Linked DNA regions of Mus musculus: all the other regions are linked to region 3. Evidence: chromatin contacts called from public HiChIP or PLAC-seq and Micro-C data. All regions are on one chromosome and are shown on one strand. Each heading gives the region's core, a stretch centred on a gene start, on an enhancer-like site or on the middle of the called end of the contact. The rest is flanking DNA. Distances are from core to core; before and after follow the strand shown.

Evidence for each region. A called contact is a pair of places that touch in the nucleus more often than the background predicts. HiChIP or PLAC-seq counts read pairs in DNA pulled down with a chosen protein or histone mark.
Region 1: a contact with region 3 is called in an H3K27ac HiChIP or PLAC-seq map of embryonic stem cells, with 6 read pairs. The contact joins the enhancer-like site here to the promoter of Macroh2a2 in region 3. A contact is called at or near these places in 3 of 39 promoter capture datasets (the HPC-7 cell line, HPC-7-derived erythroid cells and cranial neural crest), 1 of 484 Hi-C or Micro-C datasets (embryonic stem cells) and 5 of 115 datasets of contacts at active chromatin or transcription factors (acute myeloid leukemia and embryonic stem cells).
Region 2: an H3K4me3 HiChIP or PLAC-seq map of embryonic stem cells shows a contact between it and region 3, with 11 read pairs. The contact joins the enhancer-like site here to the promoter of Macroh2a2 in region 3. A contact is called at or near these places in 3 of 39 promoter capture datasets (the HPC-7 cell line, HPC-7-derived erythroid cells and cranial neural crest), 1 of 484 Hi-C or Micro-C datasets (nephron progenitors) and 3 of 115 datasets of contacts at active chromatin or transcription factors (embryonic stem cells and stem cell-derived neural progenitor cells).
Region 4: a Micro-C map of embryonic stem cells shows a contact between it and region 3, with 4 times the contacts expected there. The contact joins the promoter of Col13a1 here to the promoter of Macroh2a2 in region 3. A contact is called at or near these places in 4 of 39 promoter capture datasets (cranial neural crest, frontonasal cranial neural crest, hippocampal neurons and 1 more), 8 of 484 Hi-C or Micro-C datasets (the N1E-115 cell line, cerebral cortex, embryonic stem cells and 2 more), 5 of 115 datasets of contacts at active chromatin or transcription factors (differentiating embryonic stem cells, embryonic limb bud, embryonic stem cells and 1 more) and 1 of 9 other capture datasets (embryonic stem cells).

Annotation. Positions count from the first base shown.
Region 1 is chr10:62,018,275-62,020,974 of GRCm38.p6, forward strand. No RefSeq gene overlaps it. Among named protein-coding and RNA genes, the nearest start is that of Col13a1, 41 kb to the left of the region's middle. Within about 2 kb of position 1,332, at least 20 of the 459 cell types and tissues checked have an H3K27ac peak or open chromatin away from gene starts, as enhancers often do. A contact at or near this core is called in embryonic stem cells, where this site is marked.
Region 2 is chr10:61,998,952-62,001,651 of GRCm38.p6, forward strand. No RefSeq gene overlaps it. Among named protein-coding and RNA genes, the nearest start is that of Col13a1, 21 kb to the left of the region's middle. Within about 2 kb of position 1,435, at least 2 of the 459 cell types and tissues checked have an H3K27ac peak or open chromatin away from gene starts, as enhancers often do. A contact at or near this core is called in embryonic stem cells, where this site is marked.
Region 3 is chr10:61,782,608-61,785,307 of GRCm38.p6, forward strand. Macroh2a2 (macroH2A.2 histone) reads right to left here and starts at 1,257. Exons shown (of 9, transcript NM_207000.2): 1 at 1,176-1,257. It overlaps Gm2137 (basic proline-rich protein), which reads left to right. Exons shown (of 3, transcript XM_006514419.2): 2 at 544-1,026; 3 at 1,495-2,215. The coding sequence ends at 1,665.
Region 4 is chr10:61,977,789-61,980,488 of GRCm38.p6, forward strand. It overlaps Col13a1 (collagen, type XIII, alpha 1), which reads right to left and starts at 1,320. Exons shown (of 41, transcript NM_007731.3): 1 at 561-1,320. The coding sequence starts at 848.

The DNA of each region.
Region 1 (2,700 bases), core at 82-2,581, 240 kb after region 3:
TCTGGGAGGGTCTCCCTCCTCTCTAACCTGGCTCTGTCTCTCTCCACACCACCTTCCAGCACTCATGAGGTAAACAACTTTGCTCAACCACATGAATCCCATCTCACTACAGGGTCACAGTCATGGCTTCCCATGGGTGGGAACCTCTGTAGCCATAGGCCCAACTCCTCCTTCAAAGAGTTTCTCTTCAGCTTTTGTTACTGCAACAACAACAAAAAAAAGTCCGATTAACATAGAAAGTGTCAGAATATATAGAGTCCATATATGGTATGCATGTGTATATGTCACACACACACACACACACACACACACACACACACCCCACACTCAACTCAGGTGTTCCTCAATTAGATTGCAGCGTCCATGGCTCACAATGCTCGCTTGCAGGAAACACACTTTGCCCAGCAACCTTCTGCTTCTCCTCACTCATCTACCAATAACTGCTCAGAAAAACCTCACACAGGGGCTCAGGGATGTGACTCAATTGGTAGAGAGCTTGGGTCACATGCATGAAGACCTGGGTTTGATCCTCAGCACTGCATAAGGTAGGCATGGTGGCTCAGGCCTGTCACAAGCACTCAGGAGGTAGAGGCCAGAAGGGTGGGGAGTCCAAAGTCCTCTTTGGCTTAGATAATGAGTGGAGGGCTAGCCTGGGCTACGTGAAACACTCTCTCTCTCTCTCTCTCTCTCTCTCTCTCTCTCTATATATATATATATATATATATATATATATATATATATATATATATATGGCAAGCAAAGACAAAGAAACCCTATGTGGAAATTATCTGGGCATGCCAAAACCCAAAGGAGGGACACCTATCTATCCCTTTTTCCCCAGTGAACCCCAGCATCCCAGAGAGGCAGATCCTAGCAGTGAAAGCTGAAGAGAAAGAAGAATGGCTGCCTGGGAGAGGCAGCAACAGCTGGGGGAGCTTCCTGAAGGAGAGGGCCAGGGAGCAGGCCACAAGGATGGGTTGGAATGAGATGGACGGTCGGGTGGAGCTCCTGGGTATCAGTGGAATTGAGGTCCTCTTTCCAGGCAGGAGCAAAGGAAGAAAGAAGGGTTGCTTATGGATCTTGGGAGGCCCAACTGTGCTGCTCAAGGCCTTGTAACACTGCCCAATGGTACAGGCTTTCTAAGTTTTACCTCTCACCGGTACAGCGAGCATCACACATGCCTGACCCTGAGGGTGAAAGAAGACCATACGGGCAAAAGGCCTGACCTGTAGGGTGCAGGGAGGGCCCAACAGTTGCTGTCTAGTGAGTGTGCAGATCTCAAGTGATCCCATCTGAGTCACGTGACACTAGGAGGGCCTTCAGCTCAGGAGCTGCTGGGACAGCCTCTGAACCAGGCTACAGGCCACTCCTCTCAAGCCAGAGTCTGGGGAACTGCATGGTCTCTATAAGCCTCAGCACACTCAAAGTGGGATTAAAATCTCGGCCCCATCAGTCCCGTTCCCCACCCCCACCCCAAGGATTTAGGACAGAAATGGATGCAGACAGGAAGGATAGTTTATAAACTGTTAAGTGTCAGCACTTTGGAGAGATTAAGGATGGTGGCTGTGGAGCCTCAGGTTCAAGATGAGAACCCCGCAGAGATTTTAGTATCCTGCAGGCATTCCCAGAGGGGTCCAGCTGGGAGGTATTGTGCATAGAACTCTCTAGACCAATCCCCACGTAAGACCCGTTTAGTAGATGCTCAAACCAAAGCCTGGAAAAAAGAGGAAGATCCCGCCCCGCCCCGCCCCGCCCCGCCCCCCCCCCGCCCCGCCTCCCCATAGTCAACAGTAGTCAAGAGACAGAGCTGGGCCACATTGAGGCTCCTGTGGCCAGCCTGTCCGGGGGCCAGCCAATCCCTGTACAAGGAGATCCTCCCAAACACTCTCTACTTGCTTCTACTCCTCAGTCTGCCTGAGTTTGTCCACTCCACCCTACCCACCCTGTACAGCCTCCAAGGCCCTCTCTCCAGCCTGGTCTCTTAGGCTCTGCTGTGTTTGTCTTAGGGAAGCTGGGTGGGCAGGACCCCTGCTTGTCAGACTCCTCCCCTCTTTTTACTGGTGTTTATCCATGTCTGTCCCATCCATCCTTCCAGCCACAAAGCCAGAAATGCAGGTCCTGCCTTGCAGACTCCATCACCCTCCGTCTGGGGGGATGGGTAGGGGGACACTGACCTCTGCGACCTGTGACCTGTGTGAGGCTGCAGCCAGCGACATGGTGCCTGGGCTTGGCCCACAGCTGATGGCGGGTAGCGGCAGGGGCTCCAGGGAAAGGGGGTTGTCCTCTGGAGACAGGAGCGAAGCATTCACTATCACTAGTGATTCAGGATAGCACAGATTCTATCCAGGGTCATGGCAACTCAGCTCCAGGCTGGAGAGATGTTTTCTTCAGTTAGAGCGTTCCCTTAACAAGCCTGGCCTCAGTTTAATCCCCAGAACTGAGGTAAAAGGAGAGAACCCACTCCATACAGCTGTCCTCTGACCTCCACATGCATGTCATGGCAAAACAATTGATTACTATTTATTTATTTATTTTGGTGTTTTGAGACTGGGTTTCTCTGTGTAGCTCTGGCTGTCCTGGTACTCACTCTGTAGACCAGGCTGGCCTCGAACCCATATATCCGCCTGCCTCTGCCTCTCAAGTGCTAGGATTAAAGGCGTGCGCCACCACTGCCCAGCTACAATTGATTATTATTATTGT
Region 2 (2,700 bases), core at 185-2,684, 220 kb after region 3:
CTGTCCAGAACCCAGAGCTCCTCTAGTCTCTCTCTCTCTCTCTCTCTCTCTCTCTCTCTCTCTCTCTCTCTCTCTCTCTCTCTTTCTCTTGGTTTTTTGAGACAGGATTTCTCTGTATAGCCCTGGCTGTCCTGGAACTCACTTTGTAGACCAGGCTGGCCTCGAACTCAGAAATCTGCTTGCCTCTGCCTCCCGAGTGCTGGGATTAAAGGCATGCGCCGCCACGCCCTTAACAATTCCAACAACCCTAGCAGACATGTTAGCAAGCATCTTACTCTTCTCACTGCTGTATTGAAAAGCGCTGGATGCTTCTCCTCCGAGATGTTCTCCTTCTGACCCCGGATACCAGGCTCTCTAGGCTCAATATCAGACTTCATCTGCCTTCCTGTCTCCCCTTGAAGGGATCTATGATGTCCTGTTTCCACAATGGTCCTTGAAGACGCCTACCTCCTGGGGAATCAACTTAAATGGTCTCCTTCCATTGTGCCAGGGTTGGGGCATGTGAGTAAAAAAATAATGGGTGGTGTGGTAATTATTTAATCTCAAATTGAGCTTTCTACCCCGCCTTTGATCATTCGGTTCCCAGACAAAAGACACACAATTTTTATTTTTACAGTAGCCTTAATCAGCACTAGAGCTAGGCAGGTATCTACCCTCTATGCAATTAGAATCTATTACCCTGAATTATAATTTGCCATGTTCCGTCTGGGCTGCTCTTCAGTTGGCCAGACCTCATAGTCATGTTTTCATGACTCACCTACCCCACGTCGTCTTCCTTCTCTCCACTTTATCTCTCCCCCTCCTCATGGTTCTCTGACTTCAGGCCTGGGAATCCCAAACCCCAGTTATCTCACTTCTGCCCAGGTATAGGCTGTGGGCATCTTTATTTAGTAATCAGGGATAACTTGGAGGGCAAGGTTCCATAGCATCACTTGTGTCAATGTGCAGATTCTCACACCCTGCGGGGGGCAACCAGGCCCTGGGGGCCAGTTTTTAGCATTATAATGCATAGCAAAAGACCAAACCTCAACTTGTGGGGGAATGTAATGGCAGGTCACCTCCAAGGTCAGGTGACAGAAGATGGAGGAGTCTTCATCTTGGTCTTTCATTCTGCCTCACAGCTTCTCACTCTAGAGGAAACCTGCAGCTATACACCATGTGTGGTCCTCCCTTCTCCTCAGTTGGCCACCAGACTATGAGGACAGAGAGAAGAGAGTCGAAGAACAGCTTTTCAGATGATCTGTGAGTATAACAGAAATGACTACCGGGATCACTTTCAGAGGCAGCTCAACTTTAAGTGGGGTAAAGCAAGGGCTATATAGTTCTGGGGGAAAGGGGAAGGGATTTCTAGGGTGGCTATGTATCATTGGCTACAGCTTATGGTAATGGATAACAACTCATTTGCATGAAGAGGCATTCCAGGAATCCCAGATTCTTGCTGGACAGGTTCTTATCAGGAGCAGGTGTGGGGGTTTTGAGCTCCCCAGACAAGGTCTGAGAAGGAGAAGCCCTGCTGGCAAAGGGAGGCATCCCTTTTGTGCTGAGCTCAAGAGAGCTCTCTGGGCAATGGTAGACTTTGACCTTAATTAGAAGGGCCCAACAATTATGGAAGTTCAGGCTGTCTGTGAAGAGACTCACTTGCCAAGAAACAGAGTCCCACTATCTAGTGAGGACCTGAGGACACTTAGCCAGCGAGTAAATGAAAACCTGAGGATCCCAGCCAGTAGCCAATGAGGAACGGAGGCTCTTAGCCAATAGTCAGTGGGAGAACTGAGGTCTACAGTCACTAGTCAGTAAAGAATTGAGTATCTAGCCATCATTCAGTGAAGAACTAAAGACCCCAGTCGACATTCACATTTGTGAGCTTCCCTGAGATGACACCCCATGAGACACCTTGAAATAAAATCATTTGGCTAATCTGTTCCCAGCATCCTGACCCTCAGAAGTTATGAGAGGAAAAAAAATGTTTGTTTTCTGAAACTGCCAGGTTGTACAGCTTAGAAACAAATTAGACTCCCTTTCCTTGGCCCATACATAAAGCTTCATGAAATGATACCCCATGGTGTTTCTAGGGTAAACTAAGCATTGTGGGGGTACCTATCCAGAATTCATTAACCCAATCCCCCCTTTTCTTTCATTGGGAAAATCTAACTCCCATAACTGAGGATAAAAATACCACATACACGATTCTTTTCCAGCTTCTCTTGCAGCTAGATTCTCAGCTGATAGAGTCAAAAGGTAGCCTGGTGGGTGTTAGGAAAAAGGGTTTTCTCCCTCCTTAAAGAAAAAGAAACTGGGGGTAATGTCCCTTTTTTCCTTCTTGTTCTTAAATGTCACCAGAAAAGGCATGATGATCAGAACACTGGTTACTTTCTATTGCCAACTTGAGAATCACCTAGGAAGAGGGACAGTGCCGTGGTGGCACTGGCCTTTAATCCCAGCACTTGGGAGGCAGAGGCAGGCTGACTTCTGAGTTCAAGGCCAGCCTGGTCTACAAAGTGAGTTCCAGGACAGCCAGGGTCATACAGAGAAACCCTGTCTCAAAAAAAAAAACAAAAAACAAAAAAAAAACAAAAAAAACCCTTAAAAAAAAACTTAAAAAAAAAAAAGGGGGACCCTCAATTGAAGAATTTCCTTAATCAGATTGGCCTGTGGCCACATCTGTGAGAGATTATCTTAGCTGGCAGTTGATATGGGAAA
Region 3 (2,700 bases), core at 7-2,506:
CTCACCTGGAGAACTGCTTCAGTTGCTCCAGTCTGGGCAACCTGAGCCCAGTTCCCAATGAGTGCGTCCACTCTTTGGTTTTTTTCACTGGCCCCTTTCCCACTTTCCTCATCCCAAGAGAACCACGGCCCAAACGCTGCAGTAATGGCCAGGCCTAAATCAGGCCCACCCGTGGCTCATTTGAAGCCCAGGCACCATCAGTAATGCTGAACTCGTGAAGAAGGAGGTTCAATTGGCGTTTGGTGGCGGGGGTGGGGTTCGATGCCCCTTTGGCCATTGTTGAGAGGAACAAAGAGGGCAGGAGCTAAGGGCGCCCCCATGAGGAAAGGCGTGGAAAGCCACTCTGGGGAGCCATCCTAGGCTAGCGGGGCTGGAAAGCGGTGCACCTGGATGGCGCTCTGGCAACCGGGGAGGCAGGGCTGATTTCTACCCGCGGCAGCGGCTGCCGCCTTTCCCTGACTTGACTTTGATCCCCCTCTTCTTGATATTGTTACTATTATTTTTGTTATTTTCCCGCGCAAATTAAGCAGCTGGGACCGGTAGGGCGAGCCGCTCAGGGGCCGCCATTTGCCGGTGGAAGCACCGATCGCCCCGGAAAGGGAACCCGAGGGGAGTGCTCGGCCTCAAGTCCTCCTCCGCCCGCGGCTCCCGCAGCATCCCGGCTCCGCGCCCGCGCCGCCCCGGCGTCTCTGCGTCCTCCTCCATTGTCAGCCCCGCGCCCAGCTCGGCACCCCGGAGGCCCTGGTCGCGCGCCCTCGGCCCTTGCGAGCCAGCGTCCCCCTCCCGGTTCCCTCGGCGCCCGGGCGCCTCCCTCCTCCCTCCCCCGCTCCCCGAGCTCCGCATCCAGGGCTCCCGGCACCGCCAGCCTGGCCGCGGGACCCCGCATTTCGGCATCCTCCCTGCTTGGCCCAGGGTGCCCCGGCCCCTCGCCAGCGGCGGGCATCGCGCGGCGTCTTCGGCAAACCCCCCTTTTATCTCCCGAGGAAGCAAGTTGGGCAGATCGATTTATTAATTTCTGTGGCAGAGGTGGGTCGGTGACCGGGGTGCGCCCTCAGGGCTGCAGCGGGGAGGCGCCGTGGCTCCCTTCGGCCCCTGCACTGCCCGGACAAGAGGGTTTTGTTTCCAGACCCCCGGCGCCCCCCGAAACAATGATGCCATGGGCATGGCGGGCTCACCTGGTGCTGCACCGCGGGCTCCGGGCGCCCGGTGGCCTAGTGCGCGCCAATCCCGGCCGCAGGTTCGGCCCGCGTGCCGCCGGTGCTGGGCAGGACCCTGCCTTTCTTGGGGTTGTATCTGTGCGTGTCAATGGCGGCAAGCGGCAGTTCTCCGGGCCGCGGATAGTAGCGGGGGGAGGAGGAGGAGGGAGAAGGGATTGCTCCTTCTCCACATAACCACCTCTAGGAGGAGTCGCTCAGCCTCATCCCCCGCCAGCCCAGGCTCCGCGACGGGTCCGGGGGCTTTCGTGGGGCTTGATGAGCTATTGTCCTTCTGCAGTGGAACCACAGGGCCAGTTCGCGGAGCTGTCGGCTGCGAGGACACCGCTTCCCTAGAGCCCGGCACGGAGGCCTTGTGGTCACCAGCCACAGGCTCCAGATAGCTCGACCCACCTTTGCTGGGCGAAAGAGGTGTGGGCGTTCATCTGCCCATTACGGGATGAGAAGGTGAACGAAAAAAAAAAAAAGCAAGCCACGTTGGATGCAGCCCTGATCTGAAATTACCAAACACGTTACTGTGTCGCGCACGGCGCCGAAGGAACCGAGAATTTATTCTGGTGATTCGCTAGTAGTGATGGAGATCCAGATGTGCTTCCTGGTGGATGAAGACCATGTGCCCCGGCATCATTTAAAAATTGGATTGCGTTAATTTGCCATCTCCCGACGGTTATTGAGGTTAAGCACAAAGAGAGTGTCTAAAGAAGCAATTTTTTGTATTAGTTTCTGGAAAATTCATTGTGATGGCGGTGCAGTGGACAGTATCAGGTGACACTGGGCGCGTGTAGTTGTTTGGTCCCTGATGAAAAACCACGTTGTCTTTTGTACTGTGAACCCTGTCAAGGGCACATGGCTCTAGGGCCAGTCACCGTAAGCATTCAGTTGAATGGACGGTCCATGGTGCCTCAGATTTTTTCCTGCATGAATCAGAGGACTCTGGGAGGAAACCTTTTGATTTCTGCAAAAAAAAAATAAAAAATAAAAAATAAAAAATGTGAAGCCGAGATCTTTAGCATTGAGCGAATGGACTTTGCCCAAACCCGTGACCTTTTGTATGTGTGCTCGCTGCCACAAACTAACTGTACTTGTATCTATGTACACAGTGGGGGACTTTGGGGGTCACCGAAGACCTGTGATTGCCTGGGTGGAGAGAAGTTAGCTACTCAACCACCCTCGCCATTTTATCAGGCGGGCCGCTGGCATTTATAGACCAGTGCTTTCCATTGAGAATGTGTATTTTAAGCTTGAGTGTTTTGCTGAGAACCAGCCATGTCTTTTGCTCTCCCTGCAAACCATGCATGGTTCATTCTGCTGTAAACGTATCTCCCATAATGGGGACCCCACAGTATGAGAGAGAGGACAGCCAGCCCTGAGGCTCCTGCAGAAGCCCTTGATGCTCTCTGGGGATGACCCTCCTGTCTATTGTTTTGGAAGTCTTTGCCAGGCCAGAAGCCCACCTCTTTGCAGAGATGTGTGTTTAAAGGATTTC
Region 4 (2,700 bases), core at 70-2,569, 200 kb after region 3:
CCACAGCCGGAAGAGTCATAGGTTAACGGGACCCTGAGGAGGACTGAGCCAGGAAACTCACACTTGGGCCCTAGGGGCCAGAAACAGCAAACAGGGACCAGCAAAGAGCAATCCACTTTAGAAATTGTCCCTTTAGGTCCTTAAATGGCTCACTCTCTTTCCCTGCTTCCAAATGTGACCATAAAACCAGGCAGCACTCACCCTCGTGGAGCGGACAGGGCCACCAGAGCCCCCCTGCAAGCGTGCACCCAGACTATTTCCCGCAACCAGCCCTGGCGGCCTCTGCGCACCTTTTGCGCGCCCTGCTTTTCTCCACCTGACCGCCGCGCGCGTAGGGCGCCCCCAGCGCAAGACCCCGGGGTCTCCCGGAGCTGGGAGGTCCCGCGCATGGTGCTCTGAATACCTGGCAGCTCAGCAGCGATCCCTACCCACAGTTCTAGGACAGGCAACCTGGGCGAGCGTGCAAAAGAGCGCCGGCCCGTGCCGGCCCGTGGAGTCCCGGGACTGCGCGAGGGGGCGCCTCGGGGTGGGGATAAAAGGCAGCAACAAAGGGCACAAACCTCGTCCAGCAGTTGGTTGACTCGTCCCAAAATAGCTTTCTCCATCTGCTGCTCCCCGCGCTCTGCTTCCAAGCGCAGCACCCGGGCCTGCAGCTCCGCGGTCCGAAAGTGGGCGAGCAGGCTGAGCGCCAGCGAACACAGCGCTAGAGCCAGCAGTCCGCAGCACCCGGGGCTCGGCAGCCTAGCGCACTGCTCAGCCAGCGCCACTGTCCCGGGCCCCGGAGCGCCCAGCTCCCCAGGGCCGCGGCTGCCAGAGGCTGCCGCTTTGCGGGTGCGCTCCGCCACCATGCCCTCGCGTCTTGAGAGCCAATAAATAAATAAATAGAATAAATAAAAACGAGATCCAAGAGGCGCGATCCAAACTGAGAGGCAAGGGGAAAGGGGGTTAACGTGGCTAGAGGACGTCCCTTTCCTTTGCTCGCCAAAGAGGACCGAAAATGAGCAGTCGGAGTCGGGAGCAGCCAAGAGCCACCAGCAGACGCGATCGGAGTACGCCAAAGTAAGAAAAAAGTTATTTCGAAGAATGTTCCAAGTTCGGGGATCTGGCCCCGCTCCCCACTCTTTCCCTTCTCTCTTCTGCAGAGTTCTCGGGCTGGTGCGACGCTCGGGGTCCTTCTGGGTGTTTTGTGTCTCCGGGGAGAACGGGTGTCAGTCCCCGGGCGAAGGGGCACGCATGCAGGGCCCCATGGGCAGAGGTGGGTCGTGGCTGCAGTGAGCCGCGCTGGGGCCGATTCTGGCGCCTCTGTAACTTGACACAGCCGGCGCGGCCGCGCGGATCGGATGAGCGCCGGGCGCTACTTCCCAAACTAATCTCCTGCGCCCCTCCCTCGCCCTCCTCCCGCTCCTCCTCCGCCTCCTGCGGGGCTGCGGCTGGGGTTTGTTTATTTATGCAAAGTCGCCTGGGGTGGGGGGCGTGGTGTGCGGGGCCCCGCCGACCTCGGTAGCCCCCGTCCGGGGCTCCTGGTGCCCTTTGAAGTGACACTTGGGGTTATTTATAGGCGGGGAGGGGGTATGGGGTGGAGCGGAGGCTGCGCTCCTTTTCCCGTCCAAAGATTCACACTCAAGACCTCAAAGACATAGGGACCTGGCATCACAGCACCCCGCTTTCCCAGAACATCGGGGACCCTCCTGCCACCCAATGCACCGCACCACAGCACTCCTCTTTCCTAGGGCCTGGGTGGTGGGTGGTGGTGGGTGTGGGGGACCCTGCGGGCAACCTGTTGAATCACTGTCTGGACGCCTGCTTGGTCCTGTACGTCCTGAGTTGGGAGATCTGCAGTGACAGCAGACAATCTCTCCCTCACCATTTCTACCCAGGGCCCTGCTCTTTGCAGGTGTCTCTGGTGGGACCATGCCACCAACCACAGATTCGCTCAGAGTGGTAAACCCAGCGCCTCGGGGCAGCGGTATTGACCCCCCCCCCCACCTTTTCTCTTTCAGAACTAAACCTAAAGACCTACAGAACAGAAATTTATCAGGGGTCACGCCCATCGCCCGGGTTTATCCTAGGATGTCTAACAGGCGCGGGCGGGTGCGGGGAGGGGGGCGGGACTCTTATTTATGTTGAGCTGAGACGCATAGCAGACTAGCCAACCTAGGATTGCAAGCCATCAAAGGCGGGCAGTTCTCATACATACACACTCCATCTCCCCTTATCCACCTCAAAGCTAACCCTGTGGTGGCTTCCTTGACTGCCACGAGCTAGTGGTCTTTGGGAGTTCTGCATTTGGTATTTTCCTCTCTTTTCTACCCCCGCTCCCCACTTTGAGTGACGTTTGTCAGTAGACTTTTCATTTCCTTGTGCCTCTAGACACTCCTGAAAATGAGGTGGTGGGGCTGAAGCATCGGGCAGGGGAGGGTAGGCTGGCCCTTGAACTGTGAACCGGAAGTGGGGGGTGACAGAGGTGTGGGAGTGAGCGTCCTTTCCTAGTAACAAGGCAAACTTTACATTTTGCATGTTGACCAGTGAGAAGGAGCGTTATATGCAATGCAAACATTAGTGTGGAGTGCACACCTAACGGAATGGGAGCTTGTAATACAGTACTTATATAGACTTAATGTAAGACTGACTGCTAGGTAGTTGGATACCACGGAGAACTACTACGAGGCTAGAAAGCAATGCAGCTGACAGGACTGGTGC